Regions from separate parts of the Rattus norvegicus genome. Here region 1 is linked to region 2. The links are chromatin contacts, called in public Hi-C maps. All regions are on one chromosome and are shown on one strand. The core of a region is the stretch at or near the end of the contact, and the rest is flanking DNA. Distances in the headings are between cores, read along the strand shown. Region 1 holds the start of Fth1 (ferritin heavy chain 1). Region 2 has its middle 16 kb from the start of Incenp.

The links. Hi-C and Micro-C count contacts between places; a contact is called where the count stands out from the background.
Region 1: a contact with region 2 is called in a Hi-C map of the A7r5 cell line, with 5 times the contacts expected there. The contact joins the promoter of Fth1 here to the enhancer-like site in region 2. A contact is called at or near these places in 12 of 12 Hi-C or Micro-C datasets (the A7r5 cell line, the Rat2 cell line, Schwann cells and 7 more) and 1 of 1 datasets of contacts at active chromatin or transcription factors (oligodendrocytes).

Annotation. Positions count from the first base shown.
Region 1 is chr1:216,050,134-216,056,658 of GRCr8, forward strand. It overlaps Fth1 (ferritin heavy chain 1), which reads left to right and starts at 1,904. Exons shown (of 4, transcript NM_012848.2): 1 at 1,904-2,144; 2 at 3,265-3,411; 3 at 3,660-3,785; 4 at 3,879-4,192. The coding sequence starts at 2,031. The coding sequence ends at 4,040. Best1 (bestrophin 1) reads right to left here. Exons shown (of 12, transcript NM_001011940.1): 10 at 5,649-6,004; 11 at 5,196-5,355; 12 at 4,262-4,501. The coding sequence ends at 4,465.
Region 2 is chr1:215,987,353-215,994,199 of GRCr8, forward strand. It overlaps a transcript of Incenp not described here. Among named protein-coding and RNA genes, the nearest start is that of Incenp, 16 kb to the left of the region's middle. Within about 2 kb of position 3,384, at least 25 of the 93 cell types and tissues checked have an H3K27ac peak or open chromatin away from gene starts, as enhancers often do. A contact at or near this core is called in the A7r5 cell line, where this site is marked.

The sequences.
Region 1 (6,525 bases), core at 654-3,153, 61 kb after region 2:
GTTTTCTTCAGTGTTTACAAGCTAGTCCACTGACTCCATATGGACTTCAGAATCATGTCCTACCAAAGCAACACTATATTTTCACATTTCAGACTCTGTTGAATTACAGTTTTAGAGCTGACGTTGTTATACAGATGATCCATCAAAAAGATAGCACCTCTTTGTCACGATGACTTGGCTGGACCCCTAGCAGTTTTTCTATTGATTCACAGTAATGTTCCTAAAAACAAATGGATATGGTATCTCCATATTGCCTACAGGGTAAAGTTTAATGACTTTTTATGGCACATCAATCTGACCATGCTCTTTCCAGTGCTCCCCCAGCGCATTTTGTTTTTCAGGCCAACAAACACACTTTCCTTAAGGTTCCTTGAACACGGCAAGCATTTCCACACTTTTCCATTTGTTATTCCCTCTACTTAGAATTCCTTTCCCCACCTCCCTCCTCCACTTTACAAAGGGTATTTGTTCATTAACTTTAGTTCAGAATCAGTCTCTTAGGGCTGTCGTCCTGAAGTCTGACTCGAGAATATTTATCTAGAAGCATCCTGCAGCTAGAGTGCCACTGAAATCTTTCCTGAAAATGCACATACATGTTTATTTTTAAAAGAAGAAATACCACTAGTAATGTATTTCAGTAGACTTACCTTAAAAGGGGAGAGAGGGGGTTGTAATTCCAGCTCTCTGGAAACTGTGGCAAGAGATTCATGAATCAACCTGGGCTACACAGAAAGTCCCTGGACAGTTTGGGCTACTGATCCAGTAACCTTGTCAATTTTGTTTCAAAGCAATAACAAGATCTTAGTCCAACTTCCAGTTTTGAGAATATGGAAAGTTTCTGCTGGGTCTCCACCTGTGTTAAAAGCCTGGACCAGACTGAGAAGTAGCAGATGTGGATGGCAGGGCCTAGCAAGACACAGTAGCTAATCTCTAGTTCTGCTTGCTACCCAAGACATCCATTTCGAAGCTAGGCCACAGCTACAAGACACACAACACAGTTGACTTGTCCCTCCGCTGTTCTGCACCTGTCACCTCCCATTCTGTGACATCAGCTTTTCTTCAAGGACAAACCCAAGGTTACTGAGAAAGATGAAGGAGATCATTTTGAAACAGATACATGTAGGTCACTTTATTTTTCAAATCCAGAGACCTATCTTAATTTTAAGCATCACCATGGTCTTTCTCAGAAACCTAGATAGTTTGACCCCAGGACTCCCCTAAGATGGCTGTCCTGCTCTAAGGAAAAATGTGCCTTCTTAGCCTTCGTTTGTTTTTTTTTTCCCCCACTGTGCACAGAGCCATGTTTGCTTTCAGCAAAAGGCCGGGCTTGCTTGAGTCAGAAGAATGAGGCAAACCCGATAGCCTCCCTACTCCTCCTTTGAGCTTCTCTCCAGGGGTTCAAAAGGAGAGAAAGCCGCTCCTTCCCAGTCCAATTTATATGCCGTTCGCCATTTACAGCACTATGCTTCCATTTTCCTATCTGTAAGATGAAGTCACTGCCTGGTGTATGTCACGATTAACAACACGCACCTAGCCTAGAGTTTAGGGATGTCCGGTGGGACTTAAAAATCAACCTTATCGATACTCTCTGGGACCCAGAATGCCTCTGTAGTACGGCTGGTTCCAACTACGTCCGCCCCGGGCCACAGAAACGTCCCGCTTGTTGCCAGGCACCGCTCTTGCAGCAGCTCAGAGCCCCAAGAGTCGCCTCACAATCACACAGGCTCCTCCCCGCCCACGCACTGCTGGCTTGGGCAACACGCCTACAGGAAGAGGCGGGGCTGGGCGGCCCACCGCGCTGATTGGCCGGAGCGCGCCTGACGCAGGATCCCGCTATAAAGTGCGGCCCGCTGGTCCCTACGCCAGACGTTCTCGCCCAGAGTCGCCGCGGTTTCCTGCTTCAACAGTGCTTGAACGGAACCCGGTGCTCGACCCCTCCGACCCCCGCCGGCCGCTTTGAGCCTGAGCCCTTTGCAACTTCGTCGCTCCGCCGCTCCAGCGTCGCCTCCGCGCCTCGCCCAGCCGCCATCATGACCACCGCGTCTCCCTCGCAAGTGCGCCAGAACTACCACCAGGACTCGGAGGCTGCCATCAACCGCCAGATCAACCTGGAGTTGTATGCCTCCTACGTCTATCTGTCCATGGTGAGTGCGGCCTGGCCTTTGGCGGGGCGGAAAGAGGGTGCGGCCTGGCCTCCCTTGGGCCACTTGGTGAGCTGGCGGAGGGTGGGTTGGGGCGTGGCCTGCTGCGGGCTTCCCCGCCTTCCAGCGCCCTTCTGGAAAATGGAGTTTGTCCGGGGTTCTTTCCAAAGGCAGGCAGCCCTGCCGTGGCAAGTCTGAGCACCTAGCGCTTTGTGGCTCCTGCATAGACCAGGCACGTCATAACACCCGTGTTTTGAAGCCTTAGGGCTGTACAACTGTCAGCCTCTCCAATCAACCCTGCAGTTAGGTGCATTTTCCTGCACTCTCGTCCCCTCCGGTCACATGGCCTGCAGGCTTCTCTGTTTGGGTGTACATCCAGCTCCAGTTCCTCTGACTATGGCGGGTCTGCTTGGTCATGGTGTGGAATGGCAGCCCTGGGGCTTGGTACAAAGAGGCTTATCTCTTGTGAACTTACTCTAACCACTTCTGAAGCAGCGGCCTCTACATCTCTGCTTATCACAGAGCCTCACTTGCATTGAAACTTATCGCTAGGAATCTCCCCTTCTGTAATCACCCTGACCTTGCCAAGGCATCTAGAGTACTGTACGTTTTTAATTTTTATTTTGCACCAGTTGTTGCTTACTAACAGAAGTAGTAGGTAACATACTTGTTGGAAAAAGCCCACGGTTGGGAAAAAACCATTATCGTGGAATACAAATACACTGAGTGCCTAAAACTGAAAATCAAAGCTTCTCCCAATGTATTTGTGCTAAAATACAATGCCCTCAGTTCTTAACCAGGTAATCAGCAGTTGGCTGTCTAGCTGAAAACCTTGAGACCTTGTGTTAACCATTTTTTTTATTTAACATGATTGTTGAAGGAGAGAATTGACCTCCCAATGTAGGGCACTTTAGCACCCTCCCTCTCAGACAAATAGATATGGCCTTGGCTTAAAGTTTTTTCTCTGCACTAATGTGGAGCCATAGAACCCTTGATAAAGCCAAGTCCCAAGTTTGTTTTCCCATCCTTACTTTAAAGGCCAAGTAGGGTGACAAACAGCCTTTACCACCATTGCATCTGCCTTGCTGTGGGGATCAATAACAAATACCCTTTCCACTTTCAGTCTTGTTATTTTGACCGGGATGATGTGGCCCTGAAGAACTTTGCCAAATACTTTCTCCATCAATCTCATGAAGAGAGGGAACATGCTGAGAAACTGATGAAGCTGCAGAACCAGCGAGGTGGACGAATCTTCCTGCAGGATATAAAGGTAAGTAGATCTAGGGATGCCTTAAATGAGCAGTTAGCCTTTCTTCAGAAAACAATGGTGCACTGGGGCTTCTGCCCTTGTATGTTGGCAGATGGCAGTTATTGAGCATCTTGTGGCGACGGAAGTGGTTGTTAGAGGGAACTTAGGGCAGTCCTTTTGCCAGAGCCTGGTTGTTAAGTGTGAGGTGTTGACTGACTTGGGTTGATTGGTAGACACTGCAGATGAATTGACATGTTTCTTTGATTCAGAAACCTGACCGTGATGACTGGGAGAGCGGGCTGAATGCAATGGAGTGTGCACTGCACTTGGAAAAGAGTGTGAATCAGTCACTACTGGAACTTCACAAACTGGCTACTGACAAGAATGATCCCCACGTGAGTATCAGAAACACCGGGGTGAGTGGAGATGATTTGCCACAGGGCTTGGGAGAGCTGACCAGTAACCCTGTCCCATGTTCTCTTTCCTAGTTATGTGACTTCATTGAGACGCATTACCTGAATGAGCAGGTGAAATCCATTAAAGAACTGGGTGACCACGTGACCAACTTACGCAAGATGGGAGCCCCTGAATCTGGCATGGCAGAATATCTCTTTGACAAGCACACCCTGGGACACGGTGATGAGAGCTAAGCTGACGTCCCCAAGGCCATGTGACTTTACTGGTCACTGAGGCAGTGCATGCATGTCAGGCTGCCTTTATCTTTTCTATAAGTTGCACCAAAACATCTGCTTAAAAGTTCTTTAATTTGTACCATTTCTTCAAATAAAGAATTTTGGTACCCAGCTCTTGTTGTGATTGAGGATGAGCGCACCAGCTTCCCTTGCGTCGGCTATACTAACCACACTGCAACGCCTGAAAGAATATTTATTAAACTCGCTAGTTTGGGGAAAGATAGTGAAAGACAGGTGTGTTCAGACAGGACTAAGCAGTCCTGGTTCTGAGTTACCTGCCAGACTGCCATGGGAACATATTCTTGAGTGTCGCTGCTGTGTGCCTCTGACTGGGTCAGTGCCCTGCTGGCATCCATGCAGGTGAGAACCAAGCTGTGAAGCATCACTTATAGGAAACAGGATTGGTGTCAGCTTTATCACTGTGGGAGATTGGAGAGTATTCATAGCATGAGTTGACTGAGGACAAAGTTGGAAGCTGGCCTTAACAGAAGTTTATCTAGCACTAGAAGCAAGTTGGAAATTTTTGCCCTTCTACTTAAAAAGATGTTCTGGTCACGGATGAAATGGAATGTGAAAATGGGAAGTTAATACTCAGGATGTGATCTGGGTGGAGGTGGGATATTTGTTATTGGACAAAAGTGTCCCAAGAAATGACAGGCTTGTGACAGCATTTATGTTTTTTGGAAGTATTAAGTGAGGCCTCAGACCAGAGAAGGTAGTCCAGGAGACCATGGCCAATGCCAGTGAAGTGGGAATGCTTAGGTAGCCAATAAAAGTAGTGAGGCTGGTCCTTGGGCTACACTGGCTAGAGGCTCAGTTCTGTCTTCAAGACTCTGCTAGCCAGCCAGCCAGCCCTGCAAAAAGTAAACCGCCCACTTCCCGAGATAGCTTTCATTTAAGCATTCTGTCAGTATAATTTCACTTCGTAGAACTTGCTGGTGTCAAGCTCTTAGGTGGGATGAACAAAAGGCCTCCATCACCAGGTTCTTTCCCAGGTGGCTGGTATTAACCCTCAGCTAGTGTAGGGACATCAGTAGTAATGGAATCTTGGGGAATTGTCAGGTGGACTCAACTGAAATCACAGGCATGGGCGATAGCTCTGGGTGGACAGACCTGACAGGATAGGATTCTCCAGGCTCCTTCAGGATCGTGTGCATCTGGTCCAAATGGGGTTGTTCATGTTCCGTAGGGCACTCTGGAATGTTCAAGTTAAACTCCACTGTTTTCTTCTTCATGTGACAGGCCTCTTGGTACTGTGCGGAAGGCCCACCACCTAGGAACAATTCAACAGTGTTCTTGGTGGGGCTGGAGAAATGTACCAACAGTCAAGAGCACTTCCTGCTCTTCCAGAGGGCTTGAGTTTATTGCCAGCACCCACATCAGGAATTTCACCACTTCCTATAAATACAGCTCCAGGAGGTCTGACACCCTCTTCTACACCCTCTTCTGGCCTCTGAGCGTACCAGTATATGTGGCATATAAAGTCATACATAACATAAAACTAAAACAAAGTGTCTTGGTCTCAGAAGTCATTGGGTGTTAGGCTTTTGTGTTTAGTGTCCATACCTGTGTCTGAGTAACGCACTGAGGGTGCTGACTGCTGAGGAGGGAAGACCATGGGAAGGTGGCTGCCAAGTGGCTGTGGGGCCTGGCGGTAACTTGGCCTCTTAAACTTTGGTATAGCTCTGAAGAGGTCCTTTGGTTTCCAGACATCATTTTTCTGGTCTTTCTGCTTGTCATTCTTAGACTGGTCCTCGAGGAAGGGGTCCTTCTTAGACCACAACAGTTTGGTCTTTAAGTCTGTCTTGGGAGGATGGTAGTCATTGGATTGCAGTCCTAAGAAGCGTCCAATGGTGCTGCCGTAATCATTCTCTTTCTTGTCATAAGTGTCACTCTCCTCCTCTGAGTCTTTTTTCTTCAGACTGGAAGGAAAAGAAACGTGTAAGATTGAGTGAGTGGACAAAGCCAGAAGCAAGTGCCTGCACAGGACCAAGGCTTCACTGCTGATGGATCGTACTCTTCCCAGGGGCTCCCTCAAGGCCCGGGTCACCTTAGGTGCTCTCTCGCTCACACACACTCTCACTCACTCACTCACTGGTAACATCCCACTTCCCAGTCTAGCATTACAGAGTTGGTGTGTGTCCGTAGGTGAGTAATGCACCTGTGTATGTCTGTGTGAAACCCAGAGGACAGTCTCCATTTGTGTTCTCAGAAAGCCATCAATTTTCTTTGGGATAGGGTCTCCCGTTGGCCTGAAGCTCACAAATTAGGCTAGATTATCTGGCCATCATCTCCAGGCGTCTCTCCCAGTCTGCTTTGGCACTGGGGTTACATGTGTATGGTGTCAAATGACACCGTGTGTTCTGAAGGTCAAACTCAAGCATTCCTACTTTAACCAACAGTCATTTCCTGAATCCCAGTCTCCTCTTTATCAGGCACCTGT
Region 2 (6,847 bases), core at 2,134-4,633:
AGACGTCTGCCTGCCTCCCTCTCCCAAGTGCTGGGATTAAAGGTGTACCCAGCTTCAAATAAAATATTTTAATAACCTGTTACACTGTGCCCAAGGCTTAACCCAGTGGTAGAGTACTTGTCTAACTTGGGAATCTAATCCCCAGTTCCACTAGTATTAAACAGATAAATAATAAATCCTGTTTCCTAAACCAGAAACTGGAATATTTTTACAGTTTGAGGCATATCTTCAAATAGCATTCTGTTCCAGTATATTATCACTTCCAGTATATGGCTATCTTGTTATCACTTGTCTTCTCACAGGCTGCACCAAGGGTTCCAAACCACCTAGAGCTACATAAAGACACTCAAAACACACACCCAGCTGCAAGACCTGCAAAGAGGAGGCGGAGGAGGGAGGGAGGGAGGGAGGGAGGGAGGGAGGGAGGGAGGGAGGGAGAAGGGAGGAAAGGGAAGGAGGGAAAAGGGAGGGAAGGGAAGGGAAGAAGGTAGGATGGAGAGAAGAGGGAAAACGGAGGAAGGAGGAGATGGAAGGAAGCATTTGGTTGGTTAAAGAGAAGCATTTACTTTAATATCTCTGCTTAAAGGTTGGTGGCTTTTGATGGGAGCAGGGGGATAGAAGGTGGTGAAGGAGGGGTGGGTGTGGCTAGAGTCTACTATATGCTTGTATGAAATTGTCAAAGAACAAGTTATTTTTCTTGAGACTGGTAAGATGCCATGGGTCATTAGGAGTTAGGCTCCAGACGTCTGTGTAAGGTATAAGCCCTGGGGCTCACGATCTAAAAGGTCATGACCTGATTATTAAATTGTGGGGACTTCATTTTTATTGCTGGCTGTTTGCATAGGTCTCATTGATCTGAAGGCCTCACTCCAAAGACATGTGTCTAGCTTTCATTTGCTCTTTGGGGAAGGAAGGCAACTGACATCAGAAGGCCACTAGGCCAGAGGAGTTGAGCAGAAGAACGTGGAGACAGAGTACAGTCAGTCAGAGGTAAGCCAGTGAGCAATCTGTTTCCGTTTGTCCTTTGTAAGGTATGGTGGTCAGAGTAAGAAATATTCCCCACAGACTCGTGGATTTGAGCATTTGGTCCCAGTGTGGGAGACGATGGAAGAGACCCAGCTGGTGCTGGTGGAGGATGCACAGGAGCTGGGCTTTGAGGGCTCATACTCTGACCTGCTTCCTGTTCTCCCTCTGCTTCCTGCATGTGCACCACACGTAACATGTAATAGGGAGCTTTCTGGTCCTGTTGCCATGCCATGCCTTCCCTGCCACGGTGGGCTCGATGTCCCTCTGGAACCATGAGCCCAAGTAGACCCTTTCCTCCCTAAGTTGCTTTTAGTAGTGACATTTTATCACAGCCACAGACAAGTGACTAATCCACAAGGAATCTGTTGAGGTAACTTTCTATTCGTTTGCTTTTTTTTTTTTTTTTTTTTTTTTTTTTTTTGCAGCTTCTGCCTATCAATCAGAACTATGTTTCAGTGATTCTGAGTCATTCAGAATCCTCTTCTCCCAATGGAGTCCACAGATGGATAACCATGTCTCTGATTAAAGTAATTCACTGTGGCCATTATAATTCTGAATAGAAATCAGTAAGATTTTCCCACTTCTTTAGAAAGGCTCCTGGTTTTTATGCATAAAATTATCTAGAATTCCAAACAAAAGATGACCAGACTGCTTGGAGCCAGATCTCACACTTCTCTACCTGGTATTTTGGTCACAGGGACATGAAAATTTACTAGTACCAAAAATTACTTTGAAAGACCCACTGTCATTGCTAAGATAGACCAGATCACGTTGTTCTTAAGCCTTTGCACCTGCCTTTAGAGGAACGTACATGAGTTTATAAATGTGAATTAGAAAAAGGCCCTAGCCTGGGGGAGGGTGTGGTTTAGTTGGTCAGATGCTACCTGATCTAACGTGAAGTCCAGGGCTTCCTCCCCAGCACCACACACTGGGTATGATAGCAGGGAGAGGGAGAGGGAGAAGGAAAGCCCTAGAATCCCAGAGGGCTGAAGAAATGCATGTAATAGGGACCGTGTTCACGGGGTCTCACATTTGAACAAGGACTACTGGGAACTGAACCAGAGGCCATCAGTGTTACTGGAAAAGAATATGGCTACATTCTGTTTGTGTCCTGAAAATCTGAGTGAGACTGAGTTCAAAGGAAGGACTGGCTGGGCAGTAGTGGTGATGCCTTGAGCAGAGGCAGGTGGATCTCTCAGAGTTCAAGGTCAGCCTGGTCTACATAGCAAGTCCCAAGGCATCAAGGTCTGTTATACAGAGAAATCCTGTCTCAAAAACAAAAACGAAGTAAAGTAATGGACTAAATAATTTGGCAGAGGACATTTCAAGACAACACAGCATTGCAGTGTGGCGGTTTTTAATCAGTCTTACAGTGAGAATTGGGAGTTTCACACACAGAGTGTGTGAGTTTCAGAAATGTTCAATCTGGCTAGGAAGGGAGTATGTGCGAGGTTAGAGTTTCAAACAAAGCCAGGTGCAGACATGTGGTTGTAATTATTACAGGGATTAGCACCAGTAAAGAGAAGCCTCACACTTTGCATTGGGACAACAAGAAAGGGACCAAGAGCAGGACAATATCAACTACCTGGACCACCCAGAGTTCCCAGGGACTAAACCCCCAACATATGTAGTGGAGGACTGCCTTGTCTGACATCAATGGGAGGGAGAGGCCCTTGGTCCTGTGGAGGCTTGATGCCCCAGCATAAGGGAAGGCTAGAGCAGTGAGGGGGGAGTGGAGGAGTGGGTGGAGCACCCTCATAGAGGCAAAGGGGAGTGGGGATGGGATGGGGAGTGTGTGGAGGGGTAACCGGGAAGGGGGATATAATTTGAAATGTAAACGACTAAAATGGTTAATAATTTTTTTAAACAGTTCCAGAAACTGAAATAGGGTCAGACTTTACAAAGAGAGCCCCAGGCTGTCTACTCATGGTAACGTGGTTACTTAGGGGAGTGTTTCCCTAGGTCCAGTAAAACAAATACTCAGTCAGGGTCCACAACCACTGTGGTTCAAGGAAGGTTAAGCTGCTGTTGTCTACAAGGTTCTGGTTTTGCAGACTACCAGAACCCAAGTGTTGTGAGGTCATGGAAATAGGCACCACAAATTTTCCAGAGAAATATCTTGAGGCCCTGCAGTGTAGAGCAGAAAGCCCCTGAGTAGGCCATGCATGACACTTTGAAGGCAAAATCTAAGTTGCAGTGGCAACCTCTGGGTGCTAGAAATGCTAGGAATGTGAGCTAGCTGCTCAAAAAACAAAACAAAAACCAGTAGGCATTCAACGGACTGGAGAAGCAGATGGCAGGCCCATCGAGGTATGACTGCTTACCCTTCAAAAGCTTATGTAAACATTCGCTGAAAACCTCGAGCTGCAGGGGGCACTGTTTCTCCTATTGGGTTCAGACTGTTTTGGCCTAGTTTTCCATTGCTAACCTCCCATTTCCTCCTTTCAGAATCAGGATTCTTACTCTACCACAGGCTGTTGGAAGCGACATAATTTGTGAGAGAAATCACAGACCACCATGAGAGTAAAGCCAGTTAAGAGAAGCGGCTCTCACAAGTTGTCCTCTGACATTCACGTGTGCACACACAGGCACACGGAAAACTAAGTATTTTAGAAACTAAACCATTCAAGTGTCTGAGGGTTGTTTTGTTTTGTTTGAGTTTTGTTTTGTTTTGTTTGTTTAACTGATATTTCCAGCTGTTCATTCTAGAAAAATTTGTGGTTGGCATTCTTTTTACTTTACTGTGTTTTCCTTCTGCTTATAAATGAGCAATTCAACAGATGATTGCCATGTAGTGGTGAATAATTCTGCAAACATACTCAGGGCGGAGTTGTGGTAAAAACACTAAAATGTTCCCAGCTTGAGGCGATACAAACCCTGTCATTCGGAAGGGGACGTTTCCTGTGCTGGGTGGGCTACAGAGAAGCTGGGACCTGAGAGTTGAGAACTGAGGGAAGGCAGCCCGAGGTCATCACGTGTCCATGGACATAAATGAGTTACGCCTTGAATATTGTGGATGCCATACTGCATTACCACGAGAAAAGGAGAAATGAGGAAAGTGAAGGGATTGAGGGCCACTGGGAAAAGGTCCAGAGAAGATGGCTGTGTGCACGTCAAGCTATCTCCCAGATAAGAAATCACAAAAAACCAAAGCGATCCAACTGCACGAAAGGAGAAAGAGCGATCGAAAGGAAGAGAAAAGGACTCTACCAGGAGTGGCCTATCTGACTCCCAGTAAAAAGGAACGGTCCCAGCAGTTTCCAATATTGACAAAACCAAAATGGAAAGAGGTAGGAGGAGGGGAGCCTCTCTACCAAAAGCTCATAAATCCTAAAAGTTCCTAGGAAAAAGACGGTTTCTAGTGTCTGCTTTTTACAGATCCACTGAGATATGAAAGACTCATGAAGCCAGAGGGCTTACTTGTCAGGAGGGTCCAGGTCACATACTCTGAAGTAAAAGCTGCCCTTGCCTCTCCCAAAGCCACCTTTTGCCTCATTTAGAGTAGAATTTCTCACTTCTCCTATGTAAAATTTGGGGGTTTTATACTAAAGATACAGTCTTCTCTAAGACTGGCCTTAAACTTGCAACAGGACCATGCTCAAAGGTCTTGTCCCCGATGTGAAAGCTCAAGCAGGGCCTCTCTCTTGAGCCCAGGTCTGTTCAATGCTTGTGGGTTTTCGGGGCACTTATCCCACTTTTCTGGCATTTCTAGCACCCAGGAGGTTGCCATGGCAACTTAGATTTCCAAAGCTTCAGGGACTTTCTGATAAACATTGGTTTTGTTTTGCTTGTTTGTGTGTGTTTGTTTGTGCTTTTTTGACACAGCATCTCCTGCCTAGGTTGACCTCAAACTCCCTATGTAGTCAACCACAATTTTGACTAATGCAAGATACCCAGAGCAGAAAACAGGAAGCCGAGAGCAAACCAGGAGTGGGGAGAGGACTTGGAGTGGGACTATAATCTCTCAAAGCCTGCCCTCAGGGACATAGTTTCTCCAGCAAGGCCACACCTTGTAAACCTTCCTAAACAGTGCTGCCAACTGCAGACCAATGGCTGCATCTGTGGGGTGTCTGTCACTTAAATTACCAGAGTCCGGACCCTGAAGTCACTTCCTCCTCGGTAAACTTGCTTACCTTTGAGATTAATCATTATGGCCTTCATGTATTAAAAAAAATTAGTATTTGAAACATTTTTCCCTCTTCTTCATATAAAAGAATCCCTACTTGGATATCTCAGTAATAAATTAAAGAATTTTTTAAAAAGACTTCCTGTAGTAGCTTGACAAGAGAGATGAGGTTAGATCTCAATCTTGGACAAATAACTAATCGAGGTTCCTACTTAGCATATCAAAGATCTGTTCCTGGGCTGAAGCGTTCAGGAGAGGGGTGGGGTAAGCAAGCCGTACCCTGAAATGTGTGGGGACTGAGGGAGACTGGAAGCACCTGGCAGCCAGATCCGCTCTGATATGTTAAATCACGGCAAGTAGTTTTGGGTTTGGGATCTAACAAGTGAGCCCTAATTAGACTTTCTACTTCCACCCCAGCGATTGTCTTCTGCCTGGTTCTAACAGTTTTGCTCCGGTTTTTGAATACCAGAAGAACAGAAGAATAGGGGACTCTTTACAGAGATCTTTAACAGGGTTTACAAAGAAGTAGTTACTGAACGGAGCCAGAACAGTTTGCACTGACTTCAAACAGATGTTATCAGCCCACGTCCACAAGCTGTTCTAATAGATGTGGGATATTTGCTTTGTTTAAGGTTTCTTTCAACCTCTTGGCTGCTGTCAGCAAATGATTACCACAACATAGACAATACGGGGTCAGGGGAATGGAAGAGTCATATTTTCGGATTAAAGCTAGGTATTTAGTTGAGGCCGAGGACGGCAGGGAAATCCAAGGCATGGTAACTTTGGTTACATTGTTCTTTTTAAGACAGGTTCAGTTTATCCTGGCCGAGTAAACAGGAAGATCGGGAGTTTGTCTACTGAGTCTGGTGGAAGTTCAGTCCCTTTGAAGACAACAGGGACTTTGAAAAAAATGCATCACCCACTTGGACCTACACAAGAAAAGATTTTAAAAAAACTAAAATGTACTGTTTGTTATGAAATATAAAGGGGCGGTGGGCAGGGTCCCTGGTGGGCCCATGGCAAGGTGTCCCGTAAGAAATCACACCATGCAGCAGACCTGGATAAAGAAGGTTTATTTGGGGGAAGAGGGGAGTGAGGGTCTGAAGAAGGGATAGAGGCAGACAAACGGGAGCAGAGCTATGAGAGTAGAAAAGGAGGGACAGAGAAGGACAGAGAGAGGAGCCTGCGAGAAGTGTGGGAACAGAGAGAGAGGAAGTGGGGGAGGGAGCCCGGTGGGGGAGCGATGTGCAAGCAGTCCTTTTTCTATGCTGCCTGGTGCACCTGGTGGGGCAGGCCCAGTCGAATCAACTCTAAGTCAACACTGTTACCATTTCTATGATATAGAGTAATATTAATATTGAGTATGGCTTGGCATAAAGGCACATGCCTTTAGTCCCCACACTCAGGAGGCAGAAGAAAGTGGATCTCTGTAAGCTTGAGGCCAGCTTGGTCTACCTAGCAATTTATAGGACAGCAAGAGCTACAATGTGACTTGGTCTCAAATAAATGGATGAATGGATAAGTAAACAAATAAGGGGTTGGAGAGATGGCTCAGCGGGTAAGAACTCTGACTGCTCTTCCAGAGGTCCTGAGTTCAATTCCCAGCAACCACATGGTGGTTCACAACCATCTGTGATGGGATCCGATGCCCTTTTCTGGTGTGTCTGAAGACAGCTACAGTGTACTTACATACAT